5 separate regions of the Mus musculus genome follow, and all the other regions are linked to region 3. A link is a contact called in public HiCAR-type and promoter capture Hi-C data. All regions are on one chromosome and are shown on one strand. The core of a region is the stretch at or near the end of the contact, and the rest is flanking DNA. Distances in the headings are between cores, read along the strand shown. Region 1 holds the start of Anks1b (ankyrin repeat and sterile alpha motif domain containing 1B). Region 2 overlaps Anks1b (ankyrin repeat and sterile alpha motif domain containing 1B). Region 3 holds the start of Slc25a3 (solute carrier family 25 (mitochondrial carrier, phosphate carrier), member 3). Region 4 overlaps Uhrf1bp1l (UHRF1 (ICBP90) binding protein 1-like). Region 5 overlaps Uhrf1bp1l (UHRF1 (ICBP90) binding protein 1-like).

What was found. Promoter capture Hi-C pulls out the DNA fragments that hold promoters and counts their contacts. HiCAR-type assays count read pairs that join an accessible place to other places.
Region 1: a HiCAR-type map of astrocytes shows a contact between it and region 3, with 3 times the contacts expected there. The contact joins the promoter of Anks1b here to the promoter of Slc25a3 in region 3. A contact is called at or near these places in 1 of 39 promoter capture datasets (hippocampal neurons) and 1 of 115 datasets of contacts at active chromatin or transcription factors (astrocytes).
Region 2: a contact with region 3 is called in a promoter capture Hi-C map of hippocampal neurons, with 6 times the contacts expected there. The contact joins the enhancer-like site here to the promoter of Slc25a3 in region 3. A contact is called at or near these places in 4 of 39 promoter capture datasets (the 3T3-L1 cell line, hippocampal neurons, liver and 1 more) and 2 of 115 datasets of contacts at active chromatin or transcription factors (embryonic limb bud and forebrain).
Region 4: a promoter capture Hi-C map of liver shows a contact between it and region 3, with 3 times the contacts expected there. The contact joins the enhancer-like site here to the promoter of Slc25a3 in region 3. A contact is called at or near these places in 7 of 39 promoter capture datasets (cranial neural crest, embryonic stem cells, hippocampal neurons and 3 more), 2 of 484 Hi-C or Micro-C datasets (B cells and CD4 T cells), 6 of 115 datasets of contacts at active chromatin or transcription factors (the NIH/3T3 cell line, astrocytes, embryonic forebrain and 3 more) and 2 of 9 other capture datasets (adipose tissue and liver).
Region 5: a contact with region 3 is called in a promoter capture Hi-C map of liver, with 2.6 times the contacts expected there. The contact joins the enhancer-like site here to the promoter of Slc25a3 in region 3. A contact is called at or near these places in 3 of 39 promoter capture datasets (cranial neural crest, hippocampal neurons and liver).

The regions. Positions count from the first base shown.
Region 1 is chr10:89,872,034-89,874,924 of GRCm38.p6, reverse strand. It overlaps Anks1b (ankyrin repeat and sterile alpha motif domain containing 1B), which reads right to left and starts at 1,416. Exons shown (of 27, transcript NM_001359241.1): 1 at 1,120-1,416. The coding sequence starts at 1,253.
Region 2 is chr10:90,080,841-90,083,686 of GRCm38.p6, reverse strand. All of the region lies in intron 8 of Anks1b (ankyrin repeat and sterile alpha motif domain containing 1B), which reads right to left. Among named protein-coding and RNA genes, the nearest start is that of Anks1b, 210 kb to the right of the region's middle. Within about 2 kb of position 1,531, at least 11 of the 459 cell types and tissues checked have an H3K27ac peak or open chromatin away from gene starts, as enhancers often do. A contact at or near this core is called in forebrain and hippocampal neurons, where this site is marked.
Region 3 is chr10:91,122,629-91,125,328 of GRCm38.p6, reverse strand. It overlaps Slc25a3 (solute carrier family 25 (mitochondrial carrier, phosphate carrier), member 3), which reads left to right and starts at 1,362. Exons shown (of 8, transcript NM_133668.4): 1 at 1,362-1,413; 2 at 1,623-1,771. The coding sequence starts at 1,627.
Region 4 is chr10:89,749,980-89,752,799 of GRCm38.p6, reverse strand. The region is part of intron 1 of Uhrf1bp1l (UHRF1 (ICBP90) binding protein 1-like); the gene reads right to left. Among named protein-coding and RNA genes, the nearest start is that of Uhrf1bp1l, 6.4 kb to the right of the region's middle. Within about 2 kb of position 1,474, at least 15 of the 459 cell types and tissues checked have an H3K27ac peak or open chromatin away from gene starts, as enhancers often do. A contact at or near this core is called in adipose tissue and liver, where this site is marked.
Region 5 is chr10:89,768,454-89,771,153 of GRCm38.p6, reverse strand. All of the region lies in intron 1 of Uhrf1bp1l (UHRF1 (ICBP90) binding protein 1-like), which reads right to left. Among named protein-coding and RNA genes, the nearest start is that of Uhrf1bp1l, 25 kb to the right of the region's middle. Within about 2 kb of position 1,438, at least 25 of the 459 cell types and tissues checked have an H3K27ac peak or open chromatin away from gene starts, as enhancers often do. A contact at or near this core is called in liver, where this site is marked.

The DNA.
Region 1 (2,891 bases), core at 167-2,666, 1.3 Mb after region 3:
GAATGGGGTAGATGGCATGCACAGCGTGCACACACACGCACACACACACACACACCAAGTAAGTGTAATTATTTTTATTTTTTATAAAAAGTAATACAAAATATTTTTAAGCAAGAAAACCACTCCAGCTTTTAATTTTTTTTACAAGTATCATTAAGTTGCCATTAAGAGATGTTTTAAGATAGAGTTATGTATGATGATAGATGCCTCCAAAAATACACAAGACACACTGAACAATCACGACTTGAGAACTAAAGAGCTTTCCTTGAATTTCATTGAGTGCTCTTCAGGCTTCCTGCCTCCTAAGAGATTTCATTTGTTCAATTCAACTTTTAATAGTTTCTCAAACATGCAGACAAACCCTGCTCTCTCTAGCTCTCTCTAGTATGGTGAATAAAGACTTTGACTTTTTTTAATGTCACCTTAGAAAGAACCTTTGAGAACTAATATTCGTCTCACCTGCAACATGTTAACATTAAAAGGCCTCTGCTGTATTTATTCCACACACGCTTTCCCAAGCCGGATGTTTCCCTCAGCTGTGTCTGGGAAACTGAAAGTAAACTAAAGCTGCCCAACCTGCCTCATCAAGTTTTACACACTCCTGATTGACATCTCAGAAGGTTCCCTGGCTTTGTTTTTGTGGGATCGTTACCCACTGCTGATGCTTTCTGCCCAAGAAGGAAGCAGCAATCCAGGGAGTCGGTGGCTTTCGCAGGATAACTGCAAGCATCCAACAAGCTTCTCATTTAAATAGCCAAATAGTAGGGGGTGGGCTTTCACAGCTGCAAACACAAACAGTACCAGGCATGCCGATTTCCTTCTAGCAACACCAGTACATGTACAAGTTCTGCACCACGGTTTAGAGAAAAGTAGCTGATTGACGCATTGATGGAAAAGCTATTTTAAAATTACTCCAAGAGTCTAAAGCATCGGTCTAACTGGGAGGCTCTTGCCTCCTCTTCACACACACGGTCTGTTTTCCTGTCTAATTTAAGAATGAATCGCTGACACCTCCAGGTGCAATATACCCTGAGGAGAGAACGTACCCATCACAATGCTAACGAGGGGTGTGCATACCACCACCACCACCCCGAGCCCGCAGTGAGTGCCAGTTCTTACCTTAGCAGATTAGACAGGGGCAGAGGTCCGGATCCACCACCCAGGATCCCTCCTTTCCTGCCAGATAGGAGTTTCTCCACCAGAGCCACATTGCCAGTACGAGCAGCTTCCAGCAGCTCCTGGTCCTTCCCCATAGTCTCTCACCGAGTCCGCTACAGAGTCCTTTCCCTGCTCCAGGTCCACTCCCCAAAAGCCAGGGCCCTCCCCGCCCCACCCTATAAGGATGCCCGGGCTTATTCCCTGCAGCCCCGCGCAGGGAGCAGCACGCCGTCCTCCTTCTCTCCGCGCAGCTTCTACAATGGGGAGCAGCCTGTGTTTGGGCAGAGGGGCTGGCCAAGCGGCGACGCGCCCCCACAGCCACTCCCCTGCATTCCCGAGGCCTCCTTCCCGCGGGTGGGGTGCGAGCGGGTGGGGACCGGGCCCGGGCGCTGCCGAGGAACGGAAGGAGGATGCTGAGCTCAGAGAACGCCGAGCCCTGAGCAGGATGCTCCGGCGCTGACAGGAGGATGCTGAGCAGCGGGGAGGATGCTCCGGCACTGAGGAGCTCAAGGAGCGCTCTGAGGCTGATGAGGAGGGAGCGAGTCGAGCGCGTCCTCCCCAGAGCTAGAGGGTATCGAACCACGGCAGCGGAGGCCCGTGCGTACAAACGCCCAGCCTGGATCCACCTGGGTTCCGCGCCCGGCGGGCTCGGGGCTTACACGGGGACGACGGCCGCGGCCCGCGGCTGGGGTGGCTGCGGCCCGCGCCGAGGCTGGGCTGTGCGGACGAGCCGCGGCGGGTGCGTGCGGAGGGCGGCGGCGGCGGCGGCGGCTCGGAGGCTCGGCGCGCGGGGGGCGTGTGCGCGCGGCAGGTGCGGCCCGGGGCCGACCGTGGGGCGGGCGGGGGGTTGGGGGGGGGGTGCAGTTCTGTGCCAGTGGGCGGGGTCCTCCTTGCTCCCTCCTCCGTGCTCCCTCCGCTCTCCTCCCTCCTTCCCCGCTCTTTGCTCCCTCTCCCTCCTCTCTCTTCTCCCCCCACCCCCCACCCCGCTTCTGCTCCCTTCTCCCGTCTCTGAAGAGGTTTAACTGTGTGAGTACTGGAGATCACCCCGCTAGCTGCTGAGGCGCCTTCTCTGCCTGAAGCCCAGAGTCAGTAACCAGACTTGGGGAAAATCTTCCACTAGGAGGTGATGGAGAACGAGGTGCTGAGAAGAGGCGCTTTTGCTGCAGTTTCTGTCCCAGTCCGGGGGACTTGAAGGATATTTCATCCTCTTGCTTTACCTCTCTGGTGAGAGTCTGAGATGTCCGTCCTTGGAAGAAGCTGAAGAGGTTTGGTTTATCCTAGTTTCTGAACCACTGAATGCCTTGTGACTTTTGCAGGTTTTTTAGGGTCTTTAATCAGCCTGAATTTTACTCGGGCTTTGGAGAGCTGCTGACTTGTGCAAATACCAGAAAAAGGGTTCTCATTGGAAATTCTTCCACATCCACCCTAGGAAAAATATAAATGGGCATGGATGAGAGAGCTGCTTTGATTTGCATATATCATCAGCAGTTCATTGTGTATGACTGCCTTGATTTTGTTGGATGTTTTCCTTGCTCGTGGCAGAGAACGCATGCTTATTTTCTTTTGAAACTTCCTGTGACAGCTTGTGGTCAGTTGATAGGAAAAGATGTGATTGTCATTTTGCTTACAACAACCCAACGAACTGGATATTATTACTGTATATTACTTTAGAACTAAAGGAGAGGTCCAGAAAGGGACAAGATGCCACACAGTCGTTGGCTGACAAACTGGAC
Region 2 (2,846 bases), core at 282-2,781, 1.0 Mb after region 3:
TACCACACAAAAGGCAAAGCGACAGCCCTTGTGAAAGGTGAGAACCACGCGGCAGCTCTGAAGAGCACCCGTTTTTCTCAAATACCTTCCTAGAAATTCTACAGATAAAGTTCTTCCTAAGGTGAAAGGAGGGTCAGAAATTGATCATTCTCATTCTAGGTTTTTTTTTCTTTGCGTGCACTATATATCTAGTGCATATATTTCTTAAAGATACCAGCCAGGAAGTATTAATATAGGACCACAGATTGCAGCTTCTATGTATTTTAATTCCTAGAAAAATCTGCTAAGAAAACTCAAAGCTGGCTGAATATATGGCAGCTCTGAGTCGTACTTCTCAAACTTTTGTTCCAGCATAAAGATATAAACCGTAGTTCGAAATTTTCTCCTGACCACCATCTAGGTTTACCACCACTTAAGACTTGGCATCACTATCAAAAAGCGCATTTATGCCGGAGATTTACTACTAACCCTGTAAGAAGAGCCCTTTACTTACGTGTCAGAAACATACAACAAAGTAGCCACTGAGGTCTCTCTATCCTAAAACACATCAGAACATGTTTGAACGTAAGCCTCATTCCAGAAACAGAACATACACTGCATGTGCTTGTATGTGTGTGTACAGGTATCTGTGTCCATTCATTTGTGTGCAGATACGCCTATGTGTGTGTGTGGGGGGGGGGGTGCAACTGCACATGGAAATGCTCACACGGAAGCCAGAGGTCAAGTTATGGTGTTACTCCTCAGTAGCTGTACATCTTTGGGGGGCAAGAGGAGTCTCTCGCTGAGACCTGAGGTTTGCTAAGTGACTTAAGTAGATGACCAGTGGTCCCCAGCTCCCTGCAGCCTCCATCTCCCCAGCCTTGCGACTGTAATATACCACTGTCCCTGGCTTTTCGTTATCTTCACAAGGGTTCTGAGATCTGAACTCGGCTCTTCACATTTACACGTCACAAGCACTTTACCAACTGAGCTCTACCCGCAGGACCAGCATCTGACTTCTGGACAATCTAATAAAATAGCTCACACTTCAGAATCTGGCATGCAATTGAAGAGTCCGCAGTAGAAGCGTAAGTGAAATAAGAGAAGTGCTACACACTGGCTGAGTAACACAACATTGACCATGCTAGCACATCCCTGGACAAACAGAGAGCGCTGGATGCGTCTGTATCTGGAGTTTCCTTCAGGAAAAAGAAAGAAAAGAAAACGTTTCTTCAGGCAACAGTCTTACCCATTTCTTTAAAGGCTAATAAGACAATAATGCTTTTTCTATTTAAATCTAAGAGAAATATCTTCCCGATCCAATCTGTCATAATCTTTATATTATATCATATCAGAGTTTCTACAGCCTGTCATATTCACCTTTAAGAATTGTGTATATTGTTTATATAAATGAAGAATATAAATGAAAGTGGGGCTTAGGAAAATAAATGAAAACAATAGGAAAAAATTTAGATCATTTTATATTCTGTCAAAGACATAAACTTCATAGGCTGGTAACAAATATGATGATATTTCTTTAAAATTCATATCCGAGATTATATAATGTTCTGATTCAACTTGGAAAATGGTCTCATAGGCATAGTATAAGAGCATTCAGAACAGATTAACTTTTGAATTAAAATGCAAGCAAGGTAAAATAAAATTCTAACTTGAGCTGGTCTTCAAATTAAATATAAATCCCACAATATTAATAATAATAGGGAAAGACTTTTTAATTCATTTATAATAGTAAAATTATTCGTATAAAATTAAACATCTCTGATTCAAAAAACTGAACGTTCTTACATAAGAGAGCTGATTTTTGGCTTAAAATCCTGCACAAGAGTGCCCTCTACTGGAATAAAAGAGGAAAGGAAACTTGCATCGAACTCAGAAGGGTAACAGCTAAAAATACTCTGCGTTCCAGCTCCATCGCTAATGTGTAAAATACACTCATGAATGATAGGAAACTCAGAACATGTTTTCCTTTTATTTCATAATTCCCTAATTACTTGTGCAATGACGCATAGCACCAAAATGAACAAGCCCAACATTTTGGAGCGTCTAAAACTAAATCACATTCAGACTGGTGGCTCATCACATTGCTAGAAATATAAACAACAAACAAGAATGTTTTTCTACATTTAAAGCTTTGATACAGTACGAAAATAACTTTGCAAGTCCAAACTGGTGTCAGAACATAATTTGAATTCTCTTTCATTGTCAAGCAAAACCTTCCTGGTAAGAAGAAAGTTTCTACCCCTTCCTGATACACATACTGATGTACCAACCCCCAGAGACAGTAGAGCACAGGACTCTGGGAGGTGTCCAGGTGATGAGCGCATAGCTGTCAGGGGTGGGTTAATGCCCACAAGCAAAGCCAGCTGACAGCTGGCTTTTTCCCTCTGTCCCCAGTCATGTGGGGAAACAATGTGACTCTAAAGACGGTCACTCCCAAACCAGGAGGTGGTCTCTTAGCAGATGCCTGCTTTGCCTGCAGCCTCCAGGAATATGAGAAATGTTTGCCTTCAAGCTACACAAGGTACAGTAAATTGTTTAAGAGTCAAAACTAGTCTATTCCCTAGTTCTAGAACTTAAACACAAATGATTATGCTAGATAACTGAAGAAGTAAGCTACAAGATGTATGAGATGTATGAGATTTGTTCAGAGAGAGAGAGAGAGGGAGAGAGAGAGAGAGAGAGAGAGAGAGAGAGAGAAAGAAAGAAAGAAAGAAAACTTAAAATTGTATGACGTTACTAGGACCTAAAGTTCTACTCTCATTTTAGACCTAAATTAGCTTGTAAAGGTCCTGGCAGGATTTCTGTCACTAGATCAACTGTGTGCCTGGTTAGAATACTGTATGGGG
Region 3 (2,700 bases), core at 113-2,612:
GTTTTATCATAGCAGCAGAAATATGGCTAATTTAAACCTCTTCAGTTTTTTATGAAAAATGTTTTATAAATTTCATCTTTAAAGGTTTTTTAAAAAATGGTGGTGGTGGTGGTGGTGGTGGTGGTGGTGGTCTGTGTGTGTGTGTGTGTGTGTGCATGAGTGCAGGTGCCTATAGAGGCCAGAAGATGGTGTCAGATCCCCTGGAGCTAGAATCAAGGTGGGTACTAGGAATCAAGTACCAGACCTCTGAAAGATGTTTTGTAAACATTTTTTTTTTTTTTACATCTTCTTGATGTTTCATAAACTCTAAAAGTATTTCTTCTATCCAGGACCAATTACATAATTTGAAGGACCTAGGGCAAAATGAATGAAAATGTCTTTTGTTTGTAAATGTTAAGAATTTTTAAAGGACACAGCAGAGCACTGACTGCAGAGGTAGACTTAGTATAACTACAATAGTCAATACAGGAGCCAGCTCTAGTGGTGTCTTGGGTTAGATAAAAAGGCTTAATAAAGATGAGATAAACGTCCCAGGAAAATGTTAAACGCAAGAATTACAACAGGTTTGATTGCTTCTAAACTCTCCCTCGTGGAACTTGGCCCCCGCTTGTTGACATCAGAGTGATGATGATCTTGTAAATGTCTGAAGTACACACAGTCCTGTCTTACACGCACACAGTTCATCGGTTACTTTCATGTCAGCGCATGCCTGTGCCTCCAGGAACGAAGCCTTGACTGACTGTTCTCAGGGGCCATGGACATTCTGTGAGGCAGAAGCAGTTTTATGTATTGTATGAGTTCTTCCTGTATATCCTTTCCACCAGAACTTGGTGGAAAATTTAGACATGCCTATGTCAAAAGTCAGTGTGATGGAATTTTTTTCTGAAAAGTCCGATGATGGCAGGAATTCCGATCAAAGATCTTGTAGTGATATCCTAGCTTCCATACCTGAATAACGTATCACTTAAGCATTCATGTCTTTAAAAGTTTATGCCCGCAATCACTTAAAGACATGTAAAAATTCCTGGCGCCAAGGAGAAAACACCGGAAGGTGAAGGGACAGAGTGAGTAGGTCACCTGCCCGTCCAAGGCCAAGACTACACTTTAAAAAAAAAAGGGGAGTGGGGGAGGAGGGCGCTTTGGATCTGCGCCTGCGCAGTAGGAATCCTCCTGCGCACTAGCAGGGCCGGAAGGGCTGGGGTTGGACGTGGGCGGGGATAGGGTTGCTAGGAGGACGCGATGACGTCCAGGTTCTGCGCTCCTCTCCGCAAATGAGAGGCGCGTGGCGCAGTGACGCTCTGCGTGCGTCACGGTGACGCCGCGCGAAGGGCACGGATCTTCGGGCCGGGAGGACATTCGGCCTCTGTGAGCCGCAACCTTGCCCAGCGAGCGGTTGGGTGTTCGCCATCTTAGGCAAGTGAGCGCGACCGGGCCTCGCCGCGGCGCGGAGCCTTGAGTCCCTTGTGGCCGCCGCCTTGGCCGTGGGCCCGGCCGGGCTTGGCGTCCCTGGGGAAGAAGCTGTGACCTCCTCAAGGGCGCAGAGCCGGGCATGTCTCGCGGGGCTCCGGTGACATTGCCCGGCGCCGGGTCTCTCTCACCTCCGCCCTCTGTCTCCCCCGCAGGAGGATGTTCTCGTCCGTAGCGCACCTGGCGCGGGCGAACCCCTTCAACGCGCCACACCTGCAGCTGGTGCACGATGGCCTGTCGGGTCCCCGCAGTCCCCCAGCTCCGCCCCGGCGTTCCCGCCACCTGGCCGCCGCCGCCGTGGAAGGTGAGGTCGCACCCTGCCCTGTGGGAGCGCTGGTTACATGCTGCCCCCCTGCTCTGCCTCCCGAGTCCTGGGCAGGAACTGGAGGTCGGGGAAGGACGCTTCAGCCCTGGACCCGAGGACCGGTCTCTCGCTGACCCTGGGATGGCAACTCTGACACCCTAGGCCGCTGTCGGATCCTTGGCCCTCCCTCAAGGGCGTGGAAGGGCCCAGGCCCAGCGCCACTCAGTGACCTCCGTGTCCCGAAGGGAGTAGAGGCAGAGAGGTGGTAACCAACTTCTTTATCTTCCCCCGTGAGCCCGCTTGGTCAGCCAAGTATACTGGGTAAAATCTCTTTTTAACCACTAGCCAGACACAGTTGCAACTCCATAACGTTTATTTGACTTGCCTTTTTAAAAATTACCTGGAAAACTCTCCTTTGATCTCCTTTCCCAAGTTTTATCTTTTCATTTAATTGTATATGAGGTAATGGGGTTGGGAATCTCTTCCTTTTGTGCTACTGGTTGGTGAAGGAGGTGACTTGCAGATTATATGAGGTGTGCATTCCTTTGAGTTTATGTTTTTGGGATTTGAGCTGGGTGACTCAATAACTGTATGTTTTAAATCCTAGTGGAACATAAGTACAAGAGAAACCCGAAAGCTGAATTATAGGCCTCAAGAGAAACGTTACCTACATTGTGTGTGTAAAACAGAAGTCCCCACCCACACCCCAGTCATTCATGTGCTTCATGCGTCTTAAACGTGATTAGAAAACTCCTTTTCACTATCTCCTATCGTTTTCCTCTGATTTCAAAAGCTAAAGCAAATCTTTGTATGTTTTTGACTGCAGGAACTAGGTATGACTTACTTAGTTCATAAGTGAGTAGTTGGTTAATAGCTGGAGCAAACGTTAAAGTTAGCAAGCTTTGCACATGTTAAGTGCTCTTTTTGAT
Region 4 (2,820 bases), core at 225-2,724, 1.4 Mb after region 3:
AGTAGGAGAAAAGTGAAGTATTGAGGGGAGGAGGATCATGAACCAATTGGATGGCCTCAACAACAAAAAACCACTTTCATTGTTACTGCCAGACTAAATGGTGGCATACTCTAAATCAGGTCATAAATTTAAGAAGGGAGGGCATCTCTACTTCATAATGAACAGATACAAATTACCATTCAAAACCAAACTTCCGGCCTCTGACAGCCTGCTCCCCCAGCAGCCACCTCCAACGCAGTTCACGGCAATCCCATCTTGTCAGTGGCCTCCATTACCACTCTCAAGACAACTCTTAATCCATATCTTGTCTGACAGTCAATGGGGCTCTGCCTCCCAGGTACACCTAGAGACTGACCCTCCGCAACTCCACGGCATCTATCTACCCTGGTAACATTTTCATTCACCTGCATAGTTAGCTGTCTCCACTGCCTTTCACGTCTTCTCTGTCCTGTTGCTCACACAGCTGACAGTGATCCTTTGCTTTAAAAAAAAAAACAACAAAAAAAACCTCTAGTGATTTTTTCCAACCTCGATTCAGTGTAAAAGCCAGTCACTACCAGTTTCCACATTGATATTGGATATGAGGAAACTTGGTCCCAGTAAATACAGAAATAAAGCCCGAAACTAGGGGCTGAAGAGATGGCTCAGTGGTTAAGAGCATCTGCTGCTCTTCCAGAGGACCTAGGTTTAGTCCAGGACTCACAGGAAAGACAGAAATTCCTGGTGGGTAACAGGTTGTAGATGAAGGCTACAAGAGACCCTGTCTTCTACAGAGCCTGTGCTGGCCTCTAATGACCTTGAACTCCCTGAGTTCCCTTCTCTATATGACACACACTAGGACTGTAGGCATGTCCTGCCAGGTCTCCCCATCTCAAATGTGGCACCCTAGATAGCCCTCAGGACCCTGTGCACATTAGTCAAGCACTCTAGATCTGAAATTGGAGAGTCCACATCCTTTGTCCCCAAAGGTCTTTAAAAAAAAAAAGATTTATTAATTTATTTTATGTATATATGAATACACTGTGGCTGTACAGATGGTTTTAAGCCATCATGTGGTTGCGGGGACTTGATCTCAGGACCTCTGCTCACTGGGGCCCCGCTCGCTCACTCCAGCCCTGCTCACTCTGGCTCAAAGATTTATTTGTTATTATATGTAAGTACACTGTAGCTGTCTTTAGACACACAGAAGAGGGTGTCAGATCTCATTACAGATGGTAGTGATCCACCATGTGGTTGCTAGGATTTGAACTCAGGGCCTCTGGAAGAGCAGTCAGTGCTCTTAACCACTGAGCCATCTCTCCAGCCCCCGAAGGACTTTTCTTTGTACTTTAACACGATCTGGATGTTTTTGTTGTCAGGTGGGGATCAAACCCAGGGTTTCAAGCAGGCCAAACAAGCCCCTCACCACTGAGGTGCACTCTCCCCAGCGTGGCCTGTGTTTTCTTCCCTGCTCCACTCTATTTCACCTCACTGGAGGCCTCAACATATTTCAAAATAACAAGCAAGCTACCACCATCAGAGCTGTTTGCATTGGCTCCCACCACCACTTTCAGGTCTTGTGAAATACATTCCAGTTGAACATTCCTGACCGCCAACAATCAGGACTAACTACGAACCCCATTCCTATCTTCCAACCGCCTTTCTGTTACTTTTTAAAGTGCAGTTAATACCCTGTTACATGTTTGATTGTTTACTATTTATTAATTACCTTTATCCTCTGATTAAAATGTAACACCATGAGTGTGGGGGCTTCTATCGTGTTTTCTCATTGCTATGTTCTCAGTAGTACAAAGCAGGCATCCAGTAACTTATTTGTTAAAAAAAAAAAAAAAAAAAAAAAAAAAAAAAAAACCTAGTACAGCTAATGTCAACATATTTTGGTTTGTTTTTTGTTTTTTGTTTTTCAAGACAGGGTTTCTCTGTATAGCCCTGGCTGTCCTGGAACTCACTCTGTAGACCAGGCTCGCCTCGAACTCTGAAATCCCCCTGTCTCTGCTTCCCAAGTGCTGGGATTAAAGGCCTGTGCCACCATGCCCCGTGATCAACATACATGTATTACTAGGGATTATATTAAAATGAAAAAGCAAAATTACTTTTAAATAATCTCAAATCTTATAAAAGTAAATTCATTTGTAATCTAAAAAGTAACCAGGTTTTCTCTCAGTTGCCTAGTTTAAGTAAACCAACTCACAAATTTCATACAGCAATGTAGTTTAGAAATAAGCTAAAACCCCTATTTATGCTTCCTAGAACAGAACAGGATCAACTAAAATCATCCTTGCATCTGTAATGATCAATATGTAGTGTGTGTGTATGTGTGTGTCTCTCTCTCTCTGTGTCTGTGTGCACACGCTCATGATCTGAAATGTACACATCCCTACAAACTGTCAAGCTTTATTACAAAATGTGGGCCTGAGGTCCAGGCTCAAGCCTGAATTTATAGCACTTGGAAGCTGGAGGCAGGAAGATCAAGAGCCCCAGACAAGGGCTGATGAGATGGTCCAGTGAGTAAGAATGCCTGCCACCAAACCCATGACCTGAGTTCCGTTCCCAGGACCTACATGGAAGGAAGCGATCCAACTCCCAAGTTATCCTCTGCCTTTCCACATGCACACCACAGCATGCATGTATCCTACACACACAGTGAATACTTAATATTAGTTCCAAGCAAAGCTTTGCTAAACAGCAAGACCTTGACTCAAAACAAAACAAAAACAACAAAAAAGCATGTGAAAACTTGGTCTTTGAATAGAGATCTAGTTACTTAAGAAAGTGACGGATGCACATGTATGCACACAGATGTGGAGGCCAGACATTAAC
Region 5 (2,700 bases), core at 189-2,688, 1.4 Mb after region 3:
GCAGTGAAGCCATTTCTCTAGATCCCTAAAATAAAATCCTTTAAAAATTATTTTACCCTGTGTGCCAGACAGAACAAGAAACCTGAACTTCTATGCTTGGTACTACAAACAATAATGATAATAATAAACTACAAACCTATTTTTCAATACTTTTAGAGATATTTCTGAAACCTGAAAACAATTCCTTCTCCCAAACAAAAATTTCTAATTTTACCGAGCTACTCTTCAAAAAGTAATTGCTGAGCTGGGTGGCGGTGCCACAGGCCTTTAATCCCAGCACCTGGGAAGCAGAGGCAGGAGGATCTCCAGGTTCGAGGCCAGCCTGGTCTACAGACTGAGTTCCAGGACAGCCAGGGCTACGCAGAGAAACCCTGTCTCAGGGGAAAGGGGGTGGTGGGGTGGTAGAGGGGTCTGCAAGAGGACTCAGCAGGTAAGGCACTTACCACAGCCTTGTGACCTGAGCTCAATGCCTGGATCCTCCAAAAGTGGTGAGAGAACTCACAGCACTGTCCTCTGATGTTCACACACACACAGTGGCATGAGTGTGCCTCTTAACCATGCATACACAATAATTATAATAAAGAAATGCTTTTAAAGCCCGGTGATTGTGGAGAACTGGAATGTTACAATTGGGAGCCAAACCAGCTTGGGCTCTCTAAGTCCCCTAAATATTCCCTCACTGCCCAGCTGTTTCACTTAACACCCCTAACTATTAAGTAAGTCCACCAGAATGTACAGAGACCATCTGATTTTACCAACCCGGAGACTAAGCATATCAGACAACATCTGGGGCCTACAGAAGAGACTTTGTCCACTTTGCTGTAATCCCCCTACTGAGTTCCCACCAATGTATCTGATGTGTCTTGATTTATGATGTTCTTTGCTGTTTTACCATAAAGGCTTCATGAACTGTTACCACACTGGAACATGGTATTTGAGGTACACTAAATCTATGTTCCTGGGCCATGGTCCTGACAGCTGTGTTTTCTGTGCCAGCACTAGGAAAGTCAAAGTTCAGGGAGACCAAAATCACCAATCACTGTCATAAAGATGCTATACTTCAAGTTAAGAATTTAACACAACCTCAAGAACCGCCACAAACCAATGAATAATCACTTCGGAAGAAAGCCTGCTTGCTGTACACATAAGCACATCTCATCCCGTAGAGCAGCTTTGCCAGACTGACCAACACAGCTACTCCTGAGAACAATCTTCTTCCCATCTCCTCCAGCCCAAAGCCCCAGAATGCCTAGCTCTTCCTCCACCAACCAAATTCCTACTTCCCTCTTATGGTCTAGTATTGTAGTCTGGACGATGGATGTTCCCCCAAAGAGCCCTGTGCATAAAGGATTGCTTGGTTCCCAAGATAGTATGATACTGTGACAGTAAAGAGGTGAGACCTAAGCCAGGTGGTGGCGGCACACGCCTTTAATCCCGGCATGCAGGAGGCAGCGGCAGCTGGATCTGAGTTTGAGGACAGCCTGGTCTACGGAGAGAGGTTCAAGGCAGGCAGGGCTACACACACACACACACACACACACACACACACACATACACACACACACACACAGAGAGAGAGAGAGAGAGAGAGAGAGAGAGAGAGAGAGAGAGAAAATAGGAATCTCTCTCCCCCCCCCACCTCCTCTTAACCTTCCCTCACACCTCCCTCCCCCTTCTTCCCTTTCCACTCCCCTAACTCCCCCAACCCCAGCAAATGTCACAATGGATAGCTAAAAACAGGAAAAACCCTGGGCTTTCATTTTGCATCTGCTCTCTTCCAAATCTCAGCTGAGATTCCTGCTCAAATCTGCACACAGGCAAGTTAATCATTTAAGAAGCGTCTGCATAGAAACTGGTAATTCAAGGTTGGTTAGCCCTAAATATACCTATTCTATCTCAGCTCCCTTCCGGACTAAAGGCACCAAGATAAAAGTGAAGTATTTTCAAGATTTGCAAGGACATTCAAAGGTCAGTTTTTACATCAGGTTCTGCGTGTCCTGCAGCAGCATCTAGAAAGTTCTGGTCTTTGTCACGAACTTGCAGTCACCTTAGATAGAATTCAGGAAGAGATTCTCTGGCGAGAATGCCTCTCTCCCCCTATTCCTATCCCCACCACCCAACCCTGACAAAATGGAGGTGAGGGATAACTACTCTCTACTGAGTCTTCTAGAACCTGGAAAATCCAGAACTGAAACTGAGATAAGGACAATTGGATCACAGCGTGACAGACTCCTTACTTAATGCTCCCCCTCACCCCTGAGCTAATTCTTCCTGCTGTAGATCTTTATCCAATGGCCGCACTGATCCTGTTCCTGCCCCACCTTCCCACTACTATTTCCTCCGTAACTCCCAGAGGGTGATGATGGTTGAGTCAGTCCTCTGTCCTATGACTCCTGTGACAGGTTCTTAGGTCCTTTGGGATGTCAGGACTCCGGCCTCTTTAGCTTGTTCTCACTCCCACTCGCTCCTGCTCCTGGCTCAAGATATCACCACTTGTTTGCTCCCAATACATTCTCCTGCCATTGCTCTCTCCCATTTGCCACCTGGTGATACAGCCAAGGATCAATCTAGAGCCACTTGGACCTTGAGCCTTCAAAACTGTGAGCTAAACACTTGCTAAGTAGCCTGTGTCAGATACTCTGACAGACTGGCGACTAATCTATGCAGGTCAAACGGAACTAAGAAATACTCTCTGATGTC